Linked DNA regions of Mus musculus: regions 2 and 3 are each linked to region 1. A link is a contact called in public Hi-C and promoter capture Hi-C data. All regions are on one chromosome and are shown on one strand. The core of a region is the stretch at or near the end of the contact, and the rest is flanking DNA. Distances in the headings are between cores, read along the strand shown.

What was found. Promoter capture Hi-C pulls out the DNA fragments that hold promoters and counts their contacts. Hi-C and Micro-C count contacts between places; a contact is called where the count stands out from the background.
Region 2: a contact with region 1 is called in a promoter capture Hi-C map of pre-B cells, with 2.7 times the contacts expected there. The contact joins the enhancer-like site here to the promoter of Ccdc181 in region 1. A contact is called at or near these places in 6 of 39 promoter capture datasets (the C10 cell line, HPC-7-derived erythroid cells, hippocampal neurons and 2 more).
Region 3: a Hi-C map of B cells shows a contact between it and region 1, with 10 read pairs. The contact joins the promoter of Mpzl1 here to the promoter of Ccdc181 in region 1. A contact is called at or near these places in 5 of 39 promoter capture datasets (cranial neural crest, embryonic stem cells, liver and 2 more), 1 of 484 Hi-C or Micro-C datasets (B cells) and 3 of 115 datasets of contacts at active chromatin or transcription factors (astrocytes, pancreatic cancer cells and stem cell-derived neural progenitor cells).

The regions. Positions count from the first base shown.
Region 1 is chr1:164,274,058-164,277,054 of GRCm38.p6, reverse strand. It overlaps Ccdc181 (coiled-coil domain containing 181), which reads right to left and starts at 1,457. Exons shown (of 6, transcript NM_029115.3): 1 at 1,294-1,457.
Region 2 is chr1:165,343,188-165,346,144 of GRCm38.p6, reverse strand. All of the region lies in intron 14 of Dcaf6 (DDB1 and CUL4 associated factor 6), which reads left to right. Among named protein-coding and RNA genes, the nearest start is that of Gpr161, 49 kb to the right of the region's middle. Within about 2 kb of position 1,539, at least 32 of the 459 cell types and tissues checked have an H3K27ac peak or open chromatin away from gene starts, as enhancers often do. A contact at or near this core is called in pre-B cells, where this site is marked.
Region 3 is chr1:165,633,227-165,635,926 of GRCm38.p6, reverse strand. It overlaps Mpzl1 (myelin protein zero-like 1), which reads left to right and starts at 1,386. Exons shown (of 6, transcript NM_001083897.1): 1 at 1,386-1,624. The coding sequence starts at 1,534.

The DNA of each region.
Region 1 (2,997 bases), core at 208-2,707:
CAGAACCAATAACAAATAAAAATATATCATATATATTTAAGACCTAATAAAATCACACAAATATAAGTTTTAAAAGGGCACAGGCAAAATAAATGAAAAATAAATGAAGTTGGATCAAATCTGAAGTGTAATTGAATTTCTACAGCTCCAAAAAGAAACATCTCCACTGCTTCTAGCGTAAACAAGCAACATAAACATGAACTCCTGTTGCCAAGCCCCGTAAGCCTTTCAAATGAGTCACAGGATATTCAACCCTTTGGCTTCCTAACCATCACCACCAGGGCATTGCTCACATGATACACATGTCAACACACTAGAATAAAATGGTATCTTCCATGAACCGCATTTCTTAGCATTTCCTATTTTATTACTATGATTTTTTTTTACACATATAAAATGTAAAGTTTATCATCAATTTAAAAAAAAAATCTCTGTAAGTGCTTTTGGCCAGATCAATAGTAAACTGCAGTGGCAGAAATTAGTTCCTTCCACTTAAGTGTGTGAAAAATTCTCAGTGTCTGAAGACCTTGCAATGTGGCTCCGAACCTCAGGCATAGATGCACATTATATTTGGTAACTTTCTCACAAGATTAAAAATATTTAAAAATACTTTAACCCAATACTTCTATTTCACCCCTACATATATAACCTTTTAAACAATATTTGTTGAAACACCTAGAACCAAAAGAATAAACAGTAAAGAGAAAACCTTTCCATATAAAAAAAAAGCATTTAGCAAAAACAAAACAAAAACAAGAACAAAAACAAACAAAAAACACCTTATTTTAAAAAGCAGTTAAGCAAACTTCTACAGCACTATGAAACTATCTGGTCCATCCTTCCTGCTGCATCCCCATAAGTCTGTGGTGTTATGAAATACTTTTTAAATTACCATCTGTTACAAGCTCTGACAGGAATATTTAACAAAATTAGGTAAAATTTTGGATTCGTGCTGAACATCTGAAGCACCAACGGAATGAATATAGCATTCTATGTGTGGAAGCTAACATTTCAGGAGTGATTTCTTCCACGCAAGCTACCTTTCATAGTCTTAAACTCTGAGAAGGGAAATGATAGGACAAAAACTCTAAGCGTCTAAGCCGTCCTCTGAGGGGCTCTCCTGGTGCATGGTGAAGTGACGCTGTGCGGGGCTGGGGAGATCCTGGGGCTTCTCCCTGGAAGAGGGCTCGCTTCAGCCGCCTCCCTGCCACCTCGCCCCGACGTTTATCCTCTCCCTGCTCCTGCCACCTGTCTGCCTGTCCTTCCCTCCTCTCCCGCTAAGTCCCCTCCTGCCTGTGGAAGATGCAGCGGCTGGGGTCACAGAGATGGCCGCAGGAGCTCTCTTCTCCTTTTCTAAGCTCTGACAACGAGGCAACGGTGACACCCCGGGGCCTGCTCCTGAAGCACCCAGCACCCGGGTGCCATGGCAACAGCGCGCCTCTGAGGCCTTCTTCCGGACTTCCCACTACTGAGGCGGGGTAGGATCGCGCGCAGGCGCAGAACGGATCCCCGCGAACACCTGCGCCTTACATCCGGCCAGCGTTTCCAAGACCCGGAAGACTCGCATCCCCTTTGGTTTTCTGCCTTGAATGTGGATTTTGTATACCTGTAGTCAGATTTTTAATTTGTTTCCAAAACTTAACAATAAAAGTGCATTTCTGTGTTCATTTTCCTCAAGTAAATATTAAAAGATAACAGTTCCTCAAGTAAATATTAAAAGATAACAGTTGCTAGTTGTTAATTGCTGTTTCGACCCTCAGCTTAAAGAAATTATAGCCAAAATTGTATTTACAGAAAGGAGTTATGAAAGAAAATAGAACTTTAGTTCCAGCAATCAAACTCATCAAGAGAGGCAACTACAGTTTTCCCATAACTTCCCTTAATACCTTGGGGGATAATAGGAAAATAAGAGAACATTCAGATTGTGGTGATAGATAATAGGCCAGCCATGAAGGAGCTCACAGAGTGTAAATAGAAGGGCAATATAACATAGGTACAAATTCATCTAAAAAAAAAGGTGGATCGAGGAGAGATTCATATATAAGCTAATATATATTAATATATTAACCTCTCCTTGATTATATATATATATATATCTTTATATATGTAAAGAGTTTACTCCAGAGCTTACTTTTGAAAAATAGTATAAATTATGGGAGACGGGCTGGGCATTACACATGGAGATGATAGCTTGTGGGAAGACAGGCATCAACTTGTTTTGTTGACTCAAAATATACCAGATAGGGTGAAGCATACATCAAAACCTTATGCCTCACTGCCTGTTAGCAATTACATGCATAACTTGGAAGCCAACAATGTGATCTGGGGATAAACATTGTCATGTCTCATTTCCATGCAAAAATATTCATGGCAGTCATTCCTAGGAAACTGTGAGTTCCCTTTCAAGGAGAGACTGGGTTTAGACATTTACAAGCCTCCAGCCATATAAATGTTTGATAGATAGTTCTTGAGTTCCCCAGGCTAATAGGTCTTTAAAAGGAACTAACTGTAATATTTACAAGCTTGGTGAGGAAGGATAATGAAGGTTTCTGAAGGAAGTGGGGTTTTGGTCATCAGAGATGAGAGAGGAAAATACCTCGAAAACAGGACATTTTAGAAAGTTCACGATCAAATCATAGAATAACGAGATGTATCATGAGTGTTCAAGACTTACCCGCAGGGGAGGAAGGAATGAGAGAGGGGTTATGTCACACTTTATGCAGGCACATCATTTAATGCCTCTTCTCTCCAGTGAGCTGAGTGTACATAGGCTAACCATGACTGACCAAGGGAAGAAAACGAAGGACATGTAAGAACTGGTGGAAACACCTCACAGAAATACCTGGAGCTGGGCTCTCCTCATTTCCTAAGCATGTCTCAATCCATTCAAGTCGATGTTACCCATCAAACATGTCAAATAAGTTAAATTATATTGCATATTAGAAATATTTCATACCTACATATATTTATAATAAAAAATGGACCTAATTTAAAAAC
Region 2 (2,957 bases), core at 290-2,789, 1.1 Mb before region 1:
TGTGCACATTGTTGAAATGTCCAGCTAACAGAATACATGCCTTAGAAGTCACTCTTCTGTCGTTTGATCACTCCAGGTCCGGTCTAGAAGTCCAGTGTGCTGAAAATGTGCCCACAACAATTTCTTGATGCTATTTTAAAAGCCCAGTCAATTAATTTAGTTAGGGTAGAGAAATGGTCCTCACAATAAGTATGGTAAAAGTCAAATAGTTAAAACGTTAAAACATGTAGTTAGTTGAACTTCATCTTAATTTATATGAAAGCTATAGTAGATCTCACGGTTGCATTCTTGTGAGTCAGGATCTTATGTACCTTGAACTTGCTGTGTATTTGAAGATGGCTTTTAATTTCTGATCCTCCTGCCCCCAACTCCAGTGTGAGGTTACTTACTTGACTCTCAGTATTCTTAAAGGTTTGTTTAATATTAAGCAGGTTTGCATTCTGGGGCTGAAACCAACATGAAAAGGCAAAGCCTTAGACACATAGGCCACAACAGTCATATGGGTATTTTAACTGTGGAGTGCTCGTCTCTAACCATAGCAAGTCTATATAAAAACAGCTGGAACAGGTACAGGAATTCAGACAATTTTTTTCTCCCACAAGGCCAGATAATAAATATTTTAGGCTTTGCTGCCAGGCAGTAAAGTAGAAACTACTAGTAGGCCCTTATATAGCTATTTTAAATGTAACCATTTAAAAATGAGACTACTGGCCATAACTTGAAGGTAATAAAAGAACAGCTGACCAAGATTTTACAATCTTTTATCAAGGTTAAAATATATTGTGTTCACTAACGGTGGTATTAAAGACAAAATAAAATTAGTGTGTTCAGTCCTTCAGTAATTTCACATGTTAGACCCATGAGCATCAGAATGGTCCTTAGAATGAGAGCACCTCTCTTTTCGCTTAGACGGTATCTCATTGGGTGTAGCCCTGGCTGCCTTTGAACTTAGAGATCTGCTGGCTTCTGCCTCCAGAGTGCTGGGATTAAGGCCTACAGTGCCAGCTACATTGTGGAGTAAAGGAAATGGTGGCTTTGTTTTGCTTTGCTTTGCTTCTCTTTCTTTCTTTTTCCTAAATCAAGAAAATAAAATTACTCCAGAAAAAAGATAAGCAAATGAGACTTTGTGAAGTCCTTAATGCTCAGATAGCTAAGGTGTTATTGTGCTAATGAGTTTTTCCTAAAGACTTAATCGTATTAATTCTGTATTGCTTTGTGATTTTTAAAGCACATATCATTTGCATAAAAATTTTGGTCCATCTAGTCTTTCTGGACTCTGTAAAGCCAGAATTCCTTGTACTATAAATATGCCGGCATCTCTCCACTCATTATAACTAGCTCATTCTGTATTTTTAATGATTCTGCTCGCCTTATTAAAGAAAATTGCAGAGGAAATCATCAAAGGGAAAAGCTAGGGCTCTTAGGGAGTTAAAAGCCCTGGTACTGGGCTGGCTTGTTCCAGTTCTGTGGTTAGGACAGATGAGTCAGCTTCATTGTGTATTTCCCAGAGAGCAATTAGCCTTGAGGGTCTGCAACTGTGGGTGTTCAAACGGTAAAAGACATGCAGTGTGGTCTCCTTCTAACTCTAATTCAGTGAGTGTATCTGTTCCCTTGATTTCTTCCTTCCCATTTCTTTGGGTGACATTCCTCACCATGGACTGCGACAAAGGGAAACAGAAGTCCTTTAGACTGAAATGGTTGATGACAAAAAGCGGTGACTGTGATGCTGTACATACTTGGTTCTCTGTAAGTGACTTTAGTTATTGTGTTCCCTTCACTAGATTTAATATCAGAGGAACTACAGTAGGTGATAGAATAATGAGGTAATGAAGTATGCTCCTTCATTTCTTCTTTACGATGGATTTGCCAGGTCCTCTTTTCTACGGCTAACCACCTTTCCTATTAACAGTTAATACTTCCTTTGAACTTACTGAACGCATAAGTGCTAAGCATTATAAATAGGTTGCTTTTCACAATCTGCATTTCTCTGCATGTGCTGCATGGGAAAAGAATGAGAAGAAATTTCGTGTGTGCAGATGTAATTGCTGTTCACTTCAAGTGTGGTGACAAGTAGCTATGGTCTAAAATGGGGTCCAAGGTACTCGTTTTGATAGTTGGTTAAAGAGTGCAACTTATGTTTTTTTAAAACTTGATTGGCATACTAATTAACAGTTTTTATTACTCATATGTACTTTTAATTCTTTTAATTATGTTCATTTAATTCTGTGGTAGGTTTTAAAATTCTGATTTTTCAATGACACTTTCTTGCAAGTAGCTAAATAACTTAAGGATAGCACATACCAAGATGATACCCTTAACTATATCTCTAATTGAAAAGCTGAGAGTGTTACACAGCTTTTAGTAGAATGTTTAAAGTGAACCCTGTGTTCTAACAGTCATCTGCCCAAGCTGCTTACTGAGAAAGATTAGGCAAACTACGAAGTGGCATGGGTTTTTTAGGTATTATCAGTTTCTAAAGTAAAGTTGTACATAAAATCTATAGTAGCAATCAAAATTAAAAATAGTTTCTTATATGGAATGCAGTAATAGTAAAATAAACCAGATTAGCATAAATGTATAGTAATATCTGCTTAAAACCTGTCCTTGGGACCTTAAAGTAAGTTTAAATCCATTTTTGCTTTTTTGAAAAAGCTTTATTTCTATGATTGTATGCATATGAGGGCACACACTACATTATGGGTGTGACAATCAGGGACACTTTTGTAGAGTCCATTCTCCCCTTCCAGCTTTAGGAAGGATCCAGAGATTAAATCCAGGTCACCAGCAAAGCCCTCAGCTTTGTTTCATGCTGGTCTTTGTAGGCTGTTTTAACACTAAGATATATTTTGAAGTCAATAATGATTCTGTTACTAGCTATACTTTTTAATTTAATGACACCAAAATGTATTCTATTTCAGGGCTTTTTGATGTTTTTAACTTACTAAACTTTATCCCAA
Region 3 (2,700 bases), core at 137-2,636, 1.4 Mb before region 1:
CCCCTTCTGTTGCCCACAGGATAACCTAAGGATGGCCACAAAAAAAAAAAAAAAGTTTTAAGAGTCTCACAGGGTAGTCTACACTGTGTGGCACAGGCTGCCTTAGAACTCCTGATGCAGCCTAGGCTGGCTGGCCTCAAACTTGAGACAGTCCTTCTTTCTCAGACTCCTCCACAGCTTGCCCTTTCTACTTTCCTGCTAAACTCTTGGTTATTAAAACTCCAATGTGTGCTCCTTGAAAGTAAAGTGCCACCGATGGGCAGGACCTGCTAACCGGAAGGCAAAATAGCTGCGATATGCATTCTTGGTTTTCTCCAATTGCCTAGTAATTAGGAACTTGCTCTACTGCAAGGTTAAGGGGCTAGGCCACTGGAAACATCGGAAGGACACTGTTAAGACTGGCTTTTGACAAAATCCTGAAAGGAGAGGCCGCGTTTTGGTCTACTGGACTACGCTCCGCCTATTATAGTCTTGTTCCTAAAACTTGTTTTCCTCCTCCAAACTCTCACTTGGATTTTCCCGTTCTTCGTTCACTCTAATCTGTTTTGTGTCTGGTCCCTCCTTTTTCCCCCTTTGAAGACCATTCTCAGAATCCTCCCTCTCTTTAGGGTTTGCTGGGTAACTAGTAGCAGCCGGCACTTTTCAGAATTGAAGTAAGGCACCGCCTCCGTCCTAACTTTTCATCTATAGGCCGAGGGACGTTGATATGCTAAACAAACAGTAAGTGCAGTCACTGGTTATCTAGGTGGCGGGAAAGAGTTCCAATTCCTATTCCTTTCCTGTCCTCTGAAAAGCCAAAAAAGGGCCTGCTCAGAGGTTAGGGCAAGATGGAGACTTCTCATGTTGCAACGCAAATGATCCAGTTCAGGCAAAGACAGATACTCGGCAAAGGTCAAAGAGATGGTGGGTCTTTTTCTATCTCGACCACTGAATGGAAGTCTTTCCTCACCTCTCTCTTCACTTCACTCCTCCCCTCCCCCACCCGGTCCCTAAATTAATTGCTTTTCTTTAGGTGAGTGAGGCCAGGAGTAACCAAGCAGATCCTAGTCGGAAATGATATCCGGACTTGGAAGAGACCGCGGGGAGGGACATTAAGAGAACTGTGGGACTGGCCCCTCAGAGAGGAGGGCAGCCTCTGGCGGCGGTGGGCCGGAGGGCAGCCCCACGACCAGCCACGCAGGCAGGCTCAAAGTAATGCGGCTGCAGAGGCACAGTACGCGGGCATGCTGCACAGATCACACCAAGGGCGGGGCCCGGAGGGCGGGGCCTTGCCCGAGGGGGCTGACAGGGAGTCGAGTTGTCCAATGGCTTCTTTCCCAGGTTGCCAGGAGGACCAATGAGCGAGCAGTGGGGCGGGCACAGGGGCTGGAGCTGGGCAGAAGGCTGGCGGTTGGCCACTGGGGCCGGGAGCGGGGAGCGGTGGCGTGGAGGTGTCCTCGCGCTCGCAGCCGCGATCCGGACAGAGCTGTGTGGTCTAAGGCAAGCCAGCCGACCGCAGCGGGAAGCCGGGCGGAACGGAGCGGCGGGAGCAGGATGGCAGAGGCCGTCGGAGCCGTGGCACTGATTGCGGCCCCGGCCCGCCGGCGCTGGCTGTGGTCGGTGCTAGCCGCGATGCTCGGGCTGTGTGAGTGATGCCGAGCCGGGGTCGGGCGGGGGCTCCGCGGCCGTGCGCGCGCTCGGGGCGCCTCGGAGGGGAGGGGGCGCGGCCTGCGAGCTCTGGGGCCTGGGCACGCCGCCCGGGGAGCGCGGCCGGGAGCCGAGGAACCTCTTTCTTTGGATCCCTTTGCGTAGAGGGCGAGGGGGGTGGGGCGGGGAGGGGTGAGGGAGCTCCCTACCTTGCAGCTCCCTGGGGACAGTCCCAGGAGCCCACTCACGCCCAGTCCCCTGCGGTCGCCTCCTGGCGATTCTGAGTTGCCCAGGACCTCCCGGGAGTCCGACTCTGGAATTGATGTTCTCCACCTTTGGGAGATGGCGGAAGATTGCAGGATTTTTCACCTGTGGGCCTTTGTTGGTTTATTTCCTTGTTTAAACCAGTGTTTTTCCTTTACCTGGTAAGATCTATTTCGAATGCGCTCAGATCAATTCTTAAGGCTCTATGATTGAAAACTCAGACTCTCATTTATTTCATCTCTGGGGTCTGTAAATCACAGAGGCGAAATTTACGTTACTTCTAGCCTAGAATGCAAAGGCTTGAAAGAATTCGGTCGAATTCGTATTAATGGTAAACATGGGCAAGATAGTTTGACAAGACGAACATTTACAAAGCATGCTTTTACTTTGATTTTAAAAGCCCCCCTCTCAGGCCCTTACCAAATAAACCAGGCTTAAGTTTTTGATAAAGGCTCCGGCTCGGTTTATATGACGTCTTGGACGAGTTGTTTTATGGGGCGTCTGAAGTAGTGTCTGCCCCAGGACTTTTTTTGTGTGTTGTTCAAAGTAAAGTACTTGTTTCTGTCTCAGAATTCAGCTAAGTAGTGGTTACCGAGAGGTCGAACTCCTAAGAAAACACGGAGGGGGTTCCTCCCACTCATTCTTTTGTTGTGTAAAATGTAATTTGTTCAAAATCCATTACTCAGTACTTTCTTTCGTGCAAAAGTTCTTAATGTAGTAGTCTCTCGAACCAGGAGTATAGGTGAGATTCTGTTGGATTTCCAGCTTTCATTTAAGCTCCTAGTTAATAGCTTGGAGGTGAAAATGGAC